Regions from separate parts of the Columba livia genome. Here region 2 is linked to region 1. The links are chromatin contacts, called in public Hi-C maps. All regions are on one chromosome and are shown on one strand. Each heading gives the region's core, a stretch centred on a gene start, on an enhancer-like site or on the middle of the called end of the contact. The rest is flanking DNA. Distances are from core to core; before and after follow the strand shown. Region 1 overlaps TCF7L2 (transcription factor 7 like 2). Region 2 holds the start of TCF7L2 (transcription factor 7 like 2).

Region 1 (6,178 bases), core at 1,002-3,501:
CCGTTTCTGTGTAGGCGATCGTTTGGCCACCCAAAATGGCTGTGCGGAGGAACCTGTGGGATGAGTAAATGGTAAGAAAATGTGAGGGAGCAGCCCCAGCACTGATGGGAGAGGAGAATGGCCAGAGAGCTGGCTTATTAGCTTTCTGGCTGGCTCAGCTGCTTCTCGCTTGGGCACTGAGCTGGGCGTGCGGCTTGTGCATTAAAGCATCATCCTGCTTCTGTTTACTGGTTGTTGGGATTGGGTGCCTTAGTCTGAGGCTGGAAAATTAGGGATCCTTCTCTTCCCAAAAGCTGTCCAAGCCTGATGGTGACACCTCCCTGCAGACACGGTGTTTCACTGCTGTGATCACACAATGAGCAGGTCAAAGCGCTAGGCACAAATTAAATATAATTTCATTATCACTTATTGTTACCTGTATTTAAGAGGATCTAATAGGCAAGCTACTCTCAGAGAAGCAGGTTCTCCCCACTCTGAAGAGCTCAGGTCCAGGAGAGACGAGGTCTGTGCAGTGCAGGGAACGGCAGCGGATCAGTTGCTGTACACATGTGGCATGACGGGCACCGTGTGATCACATCCCTCTCCCGGCAAGGTGATGTGTTCTGCATATCGGATCATGGCAAAGCTGGGAGTGATGTACAGATCCCCTGACTCAGAGTTCACAGTCCAAATTGGTAGGCCAGCCTGTCTTTGACATGCATATTTAGTGCTGTAGTTGTCTTTGCATGTTCTGCTGGAGAGGACTAAAGGTAAAAAGAAAATAAAAAACCAACAAAAAACCTGGAACAACAACAACAACAAAACCCCAATTGCTCACCTGTCCTTCAGCACTTTTTCTCTTGGACATCTTTGAGATGTTTAAAAGAGCAACATGGGTTCCTGACATCAAAGAGTTAATAGTAGTGAGTGTACAGTAGCTCATTAGGACTTAAACGTGGGCTGCAAACTCAGAAATCTTGATAATTTTGGTCTATAAGGACACTGAACTTTCAACCCTAGTTCAGCAATAATAAATGCCAGTTAAGTAAGGCTTCCTTTTATGAAGAGAGGGTGGATGGATGCATTTCAATGGGCTTTAAAAGTATTGCTACTCCTTTCAGCGCCTGTTGGCCGAATGCATGTGGGCATGGGACGGCATTTCAAGATCTGCACAAAAAGCACTTTGAAGTGTAACCTTTGTGAGCACCTCAGCCAAACCTGAGTGCAGTGGAAGCAGCAGTTTGTTTATATATTTATTTGTTAGTCCTTTTCTTGCTTAAAAAAACCAAACAAACAAAAAAAAACCCCAAAAAAAACCTCCACACCAAAACGTAAAACAAACCAACAGCAATAAAATCAAAAAACTCCACACCAAAACCAAAACATAAAAAACCCAACCCAAACAACAGCAATAAAAACAAACGAAATCCTGCCAGCAATTAAATGTTATTTTGAAATTTTGACCCAGAGTGAAAGGTGGTGGTGTATGTTTGGCTTTTGCATGGATGTTTTCATAACCAAATATATTGGTGTGGGTTTTTGAAAGCAGGGGAAGATGAAGCTGCGCTCTGGGTTGGAGATCAGGCCGTTGCTCGGGCTGTCAGCCCTGCCGCCCTGGAGAAGAGGGTCCTGGCACGTAGCCGTGCTCTGGCTCTGCCCGTAGGAATCGCAGTGATGAGCTAAAAACTTCTTAACAGCCCCTTCGTCTGCCTGTAAAAAGATCCTGCAGATGTTATGGGGACTAAGATTCAAACCAAATCACGAGTGACTGCAAGTCTCGGCTTTACAAGTTGCAGCTTTCCTTGCCTTGAGTTAGCAGGTCTGGATCCAGACGAGCTGCTGAGGTCTGACGTGAAACTCCGAGTAGCGTGCGTGTATATGTGTGTGTGTGTTTTACCTCGCCTCTCGGAGAGCGCGAGAGAGACCTCCGTGAAGAGAGTGACAGGGTTTGATATAAACCAGCAGGACTGCATTGCTGCCATTATTCGACAGTAAACCCTTTCACAATGCCATATGCTGTGCATTCCAGCGCAGCGGCGGTGGGTGTGATATAGTTAAAGCACACTCGGCAAACAGGAAACGCTGGTGACCGCTGTGTGTGCTTTTCATGGAGATAAAGTATTGAGAGCGTAACGAAAAAGAGAGGGAAAAAAAAAAGTGCTGGGAATTGGGGGGAGAGGACGGCGGGGGTGAAGGAGAGGGATGTGTTTTGGGCCTGATGCTCTGGTCGTTATGAAAACGCAGGCAGGAAATGCAGCCGCAGAGCGAGAAAACGCTGCTTTGCTCCAAGATGTTTGTTTTACTCCATTACACGTATTTTCTAGTTTGCTGCTGGGTATTGGGAGCGGGTGTGGTTTTTTTCTTTTTCTTTTTTAATTTCTTTTTAAAGTTCCTGCCACACCAGCTTACTATCCCCTTCCCTTCCCCTTTACTCTTTCCCTTTCCCTAGCCCGGTTAATAATCAAAAGCTATTTTAAGGGACTAGAGTACAATATTACGTATTTCATACCCCCGCAAAATGCGAACATGAGTATTTAACCTAAGCATAGTTATTTTCTCAGCAGCGGCTCTGCAAAAGACATTGCAAAGCCTCTGTGGAGTTAGGAAGCCGCTGTTGCAGGGCAGCGGGGAAGGCAGGGGGATGGGACCAACAGGTCCTCGGATGGGGAGCGCTCTGAATCATAAACACGCCATAGCTTTAATAAAATAAATGAAGTGGAGCCTTTTCAGCCGAGGGCAGACTGTATTGGGGCAAGCCGGGCTTTTAACGTTGGGAGTGAAAATTGACAGGCTGAGAACTGGGACATAAACAAAAATGTCAGTCCCTGGGAGTCTTGTTCACTGGACAATGTCTCAATTGTTTCCGTGATTTTTCGCAGGCAGCAGGGGATAGTGGGAGATTTAACTCTTTACCGGCCACACAAGCACTGAAGGTGCTCGCAGAACGAAGAAGTGGACGAAAAAGAGCATTTTTTTGTTTGAAAACGATTAAGCATGTCAGTGGGTGATAAGGAAAGGTCACGCTGTTCTCCGCATACTTGTCTGCTGTTCAAGTTGGGCTTTACGCTTCTTTAATTTTGTCTAGGTTTTGCTGCTTGCCTGGAAAACTGCATGGATTGTTTTTTTGATTTTTGCTTTTTTTTTTTTGCGTTTTATCAGGACAAGTGACATTATGGGGCAGACCGGTAGATTTATAAGAAGTAGGGAAAATGTGTGGGGATTACATTTTAATTTTTATTTGTATTTCATCATTACATGGCTGACAGGCAAGCTTGGATATTTCAAGGCTGTCTGGATTATTTCGAACAGGCTGAAATGTGAGATAGAGAATGCCCCTTTTTTTCTATTAACCGCTTTACAGTTTTGCTTAAGTCTCAAAACAAAATGCCATCTTCAAAAAAGGCAGAGCAGAGGCGAGGAACACAGTTGTCTCATCATACTTTTGCTTCATTTATTATAAAAACAAACACTGAAACTTGTTGCATACCAGCCCTAGATGGGCAAGGTTCAGAAGGCAGTAACTGGTAATTCTTTACTCATCAGATTTTCAATGTGTGTTTTGTTGTGGGCTGGGGTGGGGGAGGAGAGCGAGATGGCAAACCAAAGTTGCTTCTTCAGGGCGCAAAAGCTGTTGAGGTTTAGTTGCAGGAAGATAAACCTGTTTTAATAAAATGTGGGTCTTGCCTCAGTTGAGTGAAGTTGAAACATTTTGTGGGCTGGAAGCCAGCTCTCTTGGTGTGCAGCAGCCCGGTATTAAAGGTCTGGGATGTGCTGAGGTTGCTTTAGCTTAATTTATGGAATAATAATGTATCCCATTTTCGTATCCGCGCATCCTCCAGCTGCTTTCTGTTCGGGTGCATGTTCGCAGCCCTGCACTTTCTCCCGCTTTCACAATTTCTCCTTCCCCTGCCCCCCGTCCCCTGCCTGCTGCTGCTGGGAGCAGCCCGGGGAGATCATTCCTCCACCAGCACCGCAGAACTTGTGCCATGGGCAGGTTTCTTCCCAAATTCCTGCTTGGGAGATACTATCCCCATCCTTATTACACAGGAGAGCATAAGCTGTTGCTCTCCAGATGCTTCCCTGTGTGTTTTGCACAGATGGGAGAGAGGGCAAGAGGATAAAAATAATTGCAGTGTCCTCTTTGGGAAAGGCTGTCACCAAAGATCAGGGAAGAGCGAGTTGCTGCCCCTCTCAAAGTCTGGCCTGGGCTGGAGATACTGCACACTGAAAGCGCAGAGCAAATTCTCTGTGGAAAATTTGGCTCCACATGCGTTCTGAACTGATACTTGTTTCAGAGATTTAGAAAACAAAAGTTGTTGACATGTCGGAGCAGTTGGTTCCCCGGGTAAGTATCCTGAGTGGAGCTGGATTTAATAATTTATAATTAATCGTTCGTGCGGCGAAATGAATTGCTCTTCCTGTTAGTTAAGGATCACTGAGGAGATCGTGATTTTTCTTGAAACTTGGTTACTCATGCACTGATCTCAGCGCTTTGCCTTGGAGATCATCCACGAGCCGTTTGGTGTTGGAGCTTCTCTGAGCAGAGATGGGGAACATGTGGTGGGTTTCCGTTCCCTGCAATGAACAGCAAATGATATTCTTTAATTAATGAAAGTTTATTTTCCATGAGGATTCTCCAGTACTTGCATAAAATTCACTGTCTTGGCAAGTATCCTTACCACTGAATTCGTTTGCTGGTGTAGTCACAGAAAGTGGTTAAATTTGTCAGTTAATGAATTTTGCTTATTTCTTACAGAGTGCTGTGTAAAGCTAATCTAGCTTGGGTTGCCTTGGTCTTGTGCGTTATATAAACAGAGAAGGAAAGAAATCAGTATTTCAAAGTGTTTTCTTAGGACTGTTTTGAAATTTCCACTCCTCTTTAGTCACGAATAACAGTCAAATTTGATTTGAAGATAAACTCATTACTGGTAATAACAGCCTACAAGAGATCTCAGCTTCCCTGCTTCTCCCCATCTCCTAGAAAGGCCTAACTACCATTTCAGGTGAAACAATACTATTTTTAGTGCCATTGCAGAACATGTTAATGAGCTGTCCCCTATACAGCCATACAGCCCATCTGCATATTTGTTTAGTTGCCACCAGTAGTTTTCAGGGCCACCTTTTCTTGGATATCCCAATTAGCAACGAGTTAATTTTCTAGTGTAGGTGTACTCGTACATGGGAAGAGGAGGGGACACTGAGGAGAAAATGCTCTTTGTAGGTATGCGTGGTGTCTATAACCCTTCAAGGCTCCAGCTCAACTGTCCGGGATGAACGGCATCTTCAACAAACCTTATGTTATTAAAGTTTTGGTGAAGCATAAGCAGTGGATCATCTGCTCTGCTTTGTCTCCCACCCTCGCTCTAGGACATGCCTGGAGGAGCCTGTGGAGCTTGGGCATCTCATGTCCCTTCACCTTGCAGGACCTGAATCCAGCTTGTAGAGGTCAGGAAACTAGCAAAGCAAGGAAGGAGCTACATCACGCTTTGTGAGAGTTGGATGTTGCTTGCCTGACTTGGGGATCAAGCATGTACTGGATGGTGTAAGGGTTTGGATACTTCTCATTGCCATGCTTCTCTTGTGCATGTTGACCCAGCCCAGGTAGATAGGGGCACGTGATGGTGTTTCACAGAGGAGCTCGGAGAAACTCTCCTGTTTTTCTGGTTGGGCGTTTGGAGGCGTGATGGAGACCTGCCGCAGATTTGAGATACAGTCACTGAAGTGAGGCACTCTCCTTCCCCTTGTGCTGTCAACAGGAGAGCTGTACCCATCCAAAGGGGTGAATGGTCTGTACGGCTCTGCACTGCCCTTGCACTGGGTAAAAGCTGTACTAGAAATCTCTCCTGCTTCTGAGACAAAGGAACTTTATATCTCCATTTTGCTGCTGGAACGTTTTCCTGGTGAAACCTCAGGGTAAACATGTATGTTCAGTTTGGCTGGAGTCTTTCCTGTGGGCCACTTCTCACCAGCATCGGCTGCACCCGCATGCGAAGGTGATAGTGGAAGTTCTCGATAATGGTACTTAGCACTTATGTAGCACTTCATGTTTCCAAAGTGCCGTACAAACCCAAGGCTCCCTATCAGTCCCTGGGGGGAAGACGGAGCTTGGTATTATTACCCTCATTTATGGGCAGAAAAGCTGAGATGCGGAGAGGTTAAGTGGTTTGCCCAAGCCCACACAATGAGTCAGTGTCAGCTC
Region 2 (6,570 bases), core at 2,979-5,478, 75 kb before region 1:
CTTGATATCACCTCATGATAAAGTGTGAATAATCCCTGCATGAATGCATATTTCTACCCATTAACCATTTTATTATTAGACAGAATTATCTCTAACAAAAGCAAGAGGTACAGCTGTGGTTTAGGTGCTAAAAGGGAGTTATGTTCCTACTGAGCCATAACCACGACTTGGGAAGCAGAGTGTAGATTGAGAGACATTAGGCTGTGTTATGAGGTTGAAAACAAACAAGGCACAACGTTTTTTGGTACCTAATTTTCCGATGTTTCTCCATCAAGTGCAGATAGAAAGCCCACACCTATTGCTCGAACACACTGTGACCTTGTCAGTACATGTGAAATCTAAAGCCACAAAGAAATCTAGCAGTAGCACCACGATCTGGTTGTTTGTCGATATTTTCCCACTTGATAGCTTCCTTGAATTTTCACATGTGCTTGTTTTGGTTGATGCAAATGACTGCAGAAAGGAGCCATAGTTTCTGTGTTTTCAGGCTGTCATCTTGTCTGCCCTAGAAAAAAATTCCCCTCTTTGCTAACTTGGGAAGAGCCATAACTGGTAAGACACTGGGCAGATGTATTTACTTTGTGTTACTGGAAGCTTTTCAATATTGAAATTTTTTTTGACATTCAGAGCAGATTTAATGATCCAAGATTATTTGTAAACATACAGACTCCTCTGAGCTGTAGACTCAAATCCCAGCCTGGTCAACCAAAGTCCTTTTATCTTTCCAAAACAAATAACTTGCATTTTACATACTGCAACCTACATTGGGACCTTTTTGAGAAGACCATGAAAATTGATGACTCAGCCCAGATATATAAACATTAGCCAGGCAATCCAGCTGGCAGTTAGCAGACCATATTTCTCCAATATAGACTTGGGCCTCTGGTGAGACATTAAGGATTCCAAAGCATTTTTCATAAAACAATAAATTTCCTTGGCTGCCCCTGGTCAGACTCTTCCCTCCCTAGTTTACTGCAACGTGAACTGGCAGGCAAACCTCACATGCTTTTTCATCATTGCTGTTCTCGAGACTCTGCAGGATTCTTGGGATCAAAATGTTGTGCTGAAGTGGAAAATGGCGACACCACTGTTGGGAACTAAACCCCATTGTTCAGCATTTAGGTATATTGCAACAAGATGTGAGAGTTACAAAAGCTTGGAGAGAGGCACTTCCACTTCTTCGTCTGTGCTAGAGGTCAGCTTTGACAAGAAAGCCAACATGTCTTGAAGGCTCAGCTTGGAGCACCTGCTTTTGTCTCCCCAGCTGTTGCTTGAAATTGGGTATCCAATCATGTTTCATGCAGTGGATTAGCTTGATTTTTTTTTTTTTTTGTTAATATTGTGTTTCTTTCATTGTTAAACACTATACTTTTTAATCTAAGGTACCACCTGAGAACCTGCAACTCAACAGGTGCTATTGACCCCTGGAAAGTTCTCACTTCCTCAAGCATGTAACAAGAACTGTCACATAAAGGAAAATGATACAAAGAATACGCAGAAGCTACCATAAGTGACTTATACTATTTTACTTAAACCAAGTCAGTTTAGTATTCATCGACAATACTTGGACTTCAAAATCAAGCTTGTTATAAGCTGTAGCTTGAAAACAAAACCCTAGAAGCTTGCACTGGGAAAAACTTGATGTTGCCGTGAAAGCTAGGAAGCAGTTTCCCAGCCCTTCATGGGGCTCCGAGTCCACTGCAGTGGCAAAATTCCAGCTGTGCAAACGTGCACAGGCAACGCCTTCCACAGCTGGGGCACAGCCCCTCGTCCTTCCAGACAGAAGCCACCAGAGCCAACTTCTGTACCTGGGACCACCAACACGGAGCTCCCTTCTACCAACATGTACTCATGTGAGTAACATTACGTGCGTGAGTAGTTCAGGTGTGTCACCACCCTCATGAATAGGCTGTCAGAAATGTTACTCACATGCGTGAGGCTCTACAGAATCGGTTCCTTCTGCAACCAGCTTTGGGCAAGGACTGGGCCTGTCTTGAACACCAACTTTTGATGATGCTTAATAAGCAGTTAGCAACATAGGGGCTGAAGCAAAAGTGTACTTGTTTTTTAAAAAAAACCCAACAAACAACACCACCGCAGATTGTAAAAAGATCTTTGAAAAACAAAACAAAACTGTGCAACTGTTTTTGTTCATTTGGATCAAATTATAACACATGGCCCTGCAAAATAAACAGGAGTCTGTCACATTTGTATTTCTAATCTCATGTTGTTCTGGGATATAAAGGCATTTTAAAAATCAAAAGGCAAACGAAAATGAAGAATATTTGTTAAGGTGTCACTGCAAGGCATTAGTCAGCAAAGACAGTGAGTACATAATCGGGGCAAATGGGGAGTGTGTATGCCCACAGACAGTTATTTAGTAAAATCTTCCCAAGCAAAAAGCAAGTTAGCCAAAAGACCAGTGGAAAAAGAAACAGTTTAATGCATTTGTACATTGAGTTAACAGTGAAGAATTTAATTCTTCATGTTTTTACTTGGTGTCTTGAAATAATCCCTTTTCTGTCTCCATATTCCCACTTAGACATTGTTCACAGACTTATTTATTTATGAAGTCTGAAGGTTAGTCCCTACCTGCTGAGACTAATTAGCCCTGTTCTTTGTGTCCTATGCAATCCTGTCTGATTAAATGTACACATTTGTTTTACTTCTTTTCATGCTTCCTTTCACTCTACTTCTGCTTTACTGATTAATATTAAAGTTGTAAGTTGCAGTGATTTTTTTTATTTCTATTTTGTCTGCATCTTTCCCTTTAGTATGCAAATTTCCATGTGAACTTTTTAATGCCTGAGAATTCATGTTAGCCTTGTCGATCTCTGTATTATTGTTTTTATTATTCTTTTTATAGAAGACAGTTTAGCTGAAACCCCCAAACTCTCTAAATATTGCATGACAAATTGGCTTTGTTTTGGAAAGCCTATGTGCCGAATGGCCCTTAGCATGAGCAGCAGGTTAGATTTCTGGAGGAATGTTTGGATTATTTAGCACAGCCTGTCCCTTGCTTTCTAACACCATTTCCATTAGGCAATTTACTAATTCCCATTGAAATTACTGTCTCTCCCCCCCACGCCGCTCCCCTCCTTTTGTTCCTCGCCCATGTTAAAGTTTCCAATTGACTCCCCCATTGTTACAATTTGTCACCGCTGGAAGATCAATTTGTTTTCCCCTTCCCCTCACCACATTATATTCGGGGAACAGATGCCATTTCTTGCATCTGCATTATTCTGCTCCCCATTTTGTTGCTGTGCAGGCAGAGAGCTCTTTTCCTGCTGACTTTCCCCCAGCGCTGGTCGCAGCCCCGGAGCGGTGCAGCCCCCTCGCCCGGGCTGGGGGCGGGCGGCTCCGCTGCCCCCGCAGCCTTGGGAACCCGGGGCCGCCCGGGACGGACCCCCCCCTCCCCCGGCTTCCCCCGCTGCCGGGATCAACCCACTTTCACTTTGATTTCCCCCAGCGTGATGTTCACGCCACCACCACAACTTTTCACTTCTGAAGTCTGGGAGTCCTTGATTCTCCGTCCTGCCATGCTAATTAACTTCTTAGCAGTCACATTCCTTCTCCTCCTCTTTTTCTTTTTTTTTTTTTTACATCAAGGACCAAAAAATATTATGCCTTACTATTAGATAATTTGGAAACATCTGATCTTCAGCGAGTGATCTCGCACATTTTCATCCTGCGTGTTATAACCATAATAAATGCAAGGCGCAAGTGCCGCTTAAAAAAAGGCTTTTTATTATAGTGTTTATTATGATTGGAGTTTCTTAGCTCCAACGAGTGGCAAGAAAAATGTTAACGGTTTAAAAAAAAAAAAAAAACAAACAACAAAAAAAACAACCAACCACCCCGTAGTCACATGTACACAAATAATAAGGGCACACATCCTTCAGAAGAATATGGGCTGCACGGAGATGAGACGGTTATTAATACCCTGTATGTAAAAGTTAGTGCTTTCCAAGGACCGGGGGCTGGGGCACTCGTTTGGGTGCTTTTCCCCTCACTTCCCCCGCCCTGCAGCTCAGGGCTACAGTGCACATTTTTTTATATTTCTTTTTTTTTTTTTTTTTTTGCACCCCCCCCGCCCCCGTTTTGTGTCCCGCCTCCCCCAGCGGCCCCCCCGCAGCCTGCCCCCCTCCCCTCGCCCTCCCGCTCCCATGCCAAAAAGGATCATTGTTAGTTTCCTACTTCCCCCACCCTCCTCCTCCCCCTCCCGCGCCCCAGACCTGTTTATTTATGCAGACGTCACCGGGGAGCCCCCGCCCCCTCCTGCATCTCATTAAGTGCCTGGTGTGTTTCTCGCTCCCTGTCAATAATCCCGGATCCCAGACTTCTCCGTTCCTCCGGATTTCGATCCCCCTTTTTCTATCTGTCAATCAGCGCCGCCTTTGAACTGAAAAGCTCTCAGTCCAACTTCAACTCACTCAAACCCGAGCGGCACAGGCTCCCAATATCCGCGGCGGCTGCCCCCCCGTTACAGCTGACTTCTTGGGTTTGTTTGTTGCATTATTTTTTTTTTCTCCTGCGTCCCCCCCTCCCCCCCGTTAAATATTTTTTATTATTATTAATTTTTTCGCGAGTGCGTGCGCGGGTGCGAGTGCGTGCGCGCAGTGCACGCCGACCAGCTCCCTGGAAGAAAGAAAGAGAAAATCCCGAAGAAGGAAAGGAAGAAGCCTAAAGTCACTGGTGCAAAGGAGCAAAGAAGAGACATTTCCCTCCCCTCCTCCTCCCTCTTTTCCCCTCCCCAGGAGGAAAGAGAAGGGGAAAAAAAAGAAACTTTCACCTTGGACTCTTCTTTTTTTGGTGCAAACTTTCCCCCCCCTCCCCTCTTCTTTTTTCCTTTTTCCCCCCATTCCCCTCTTTTTTTTTTTTTTTTTTTCTTCTTTTTTCCCCCCTTCCCCTTTTTGCAAAATTGCTGCTGGTGGGGTGAGCCAGGAGGAAAATGCCGCAGCTGAACGGCGGTGGAGGGGACGACCTGGGCGCCAACGATGAACTGATCTCTTTCAAAGACGAAGGGGAGCAGGAGGAGAAGATCTCCGAGAACTCCTCGGCGGAGAGGGATTTAGCTGATGTCAAGTCGTCTCTCGTCAATGAATCAGAAACGAATCAAAACAGCTCCTCAGACTCGGAGGTACGGGGGAAGCCCCCCGCGGGGCCGTTTCGGGGCGGCGGGCGGGCGGGGGCCGCGCTGCCTGCCCGGGGCCGCGGCCGGGGCCGGGGGCGCCGCGCCGGGTCCCGCTCCCGCCGGCGCCCAACTTTCCTCCGCGGCACCAACTTGTAACGATGCCTTCTGTTTTGTTCTGTTTGTTTCTCCTTCCAACCCTTCTCCCCGCACCTTTCCCCTTCTTCGCCTTTTATTCCTCCTCTCCTCCCTTCCATTCCCCCCCCCCCCCAAAAAAAAACCCAAACACCCCACCACCCCCATCCCCAACTGCCCCACGCCGACCCCCGGCTCGCTCCCAGGCGGAGCGGCGGCCCCCGCCTCGGTCCGAAACTTTCAGAGATAAATCCCGGGAAAGTTTAGAGGAAGGTGAGTACGGCAGGCCCGGCCGGCACCGCCGCCCGCCCCGCACCGCCCGCCGCCCCTCCGCCGGGCGCCCGGCTCCTCTTTTTGGGACACTTTCTAAAAAAAGTTTTCCTTCCCCCCCCCTCTTTCCTCCCTTCTTTCCCTTCTGTTGCCCCCTTCCTTTCCCGCTCGTGTCTCCCCCGCCATGTTAGCTGCGAAGAGGCAAGATGGAGGGTTGTTTAAGGGCCCACCATACCCGGGTTATCCCTTTATAATGATCCCCGACCTCAGCAGCCCGTATCTGCCCAATGGATCGCTCTCTCCGACGGCGAGAACGGTAAGTGCCTTTTCTTTTCCCCCCACTCCTTTCCTCCTCCCCCCTTCCCCCAGCTCCCGCCGCCGCGCTCCCCGTTGCCCCCGCTCGCCCGGCCCGGCGCCCCCTCCCCCGCGCCGCAAACTTTCCAAACTCCGCGGGCCGCGGCGGGAGGGGGTTTGTTTACACTTCGCCATATTTTTTTCCTTTTCTTCTTGCTTTCTTTTTTTTTTTTTTTCTTTTTACTTTCAGTTTTGTGGGCAGTTTTCTGAAGCCCTTTTAACCTCCTCTGCGAGGGAGCGGTGAGAAAAAAAAACCCAAACAAAATCCAAACACCGCCTAATCCAGGCTCAAAACAAAACTGACAATAAATATAAGCAATCGGAGATTCCTTTTTTTTTTTATTTTTTTTTTTAATTTTCTTTCCCTCTTCTTCTCCTCCTGTTCTCCTTAGTCGCTCCCCTCTCCCTTTCGTTGGGAAAGGGGGTTATTTTCTCCCAGCCGAATCTGGGATCCGCTCCCTCCAAACTCTTCGTTTTCCATGGTGATCCGTCGCCTCCTGCCCTCCGTGGCGGCTGGGCCGGCTCCCCCCTCCCCTTTCCTTCCCTTCCCCCTTAACCCTCTCCTACCCTCCCCCCCACCCCCGCCTGCGGGAGCGGCGAATTTCATTGTGCCCCGCACGGGGCATCGTCCCCTCCCGCCCGTGGGCGCCGCGAGTTGTGTCCGGCCTCAGCGCGGCGGC

What was found. Hi-C and Micro-C count contacts between places; a contact is called where the count stands out from the background.
Region 2: a contact with region 1 is called in a Hi-C map of liver, with 1.5 times the contacts expected there. The contact joins the promoter of TCF7L2 here to the enhancer-like site in region 1. A contact is called at or near these places in 2 of 2 Hi-C or Micro-C datasets (crop and liver).

Annotation. Positions count from the first base shown.
Region 1 is chr6:9,854,289-9,860,466 of bColLiv1.pat.W.v2, reverse strand. The region is part of intron 3 of TCF7L2 (transcription factor 7 like 2); the gene reads left to right. Among named protein-coding and RNA genes, the nearest start is that of TCF7L2, 76 kb to the left of the region's middle. Within about 2 kb of position 2,251, at least 3 of the 3 cell types and tissues checked have an H3K27ac peak away from gene starts, as active enhancers do.
Region 2 is chr6:9,930,922-9,937,491 of bColLiv1.pat.W.v2, reverse strand. It overlaps TCF7L2 (transcription factor 7 like 2), which reads left to right and starts at 4,228. Exons shown (of 13, transcript XM_065066995.1): 1 at 4,228-5,140; 2 at 5,473-5,539; 3 at 5,728-5,852. The coding sequence starts at 4,952.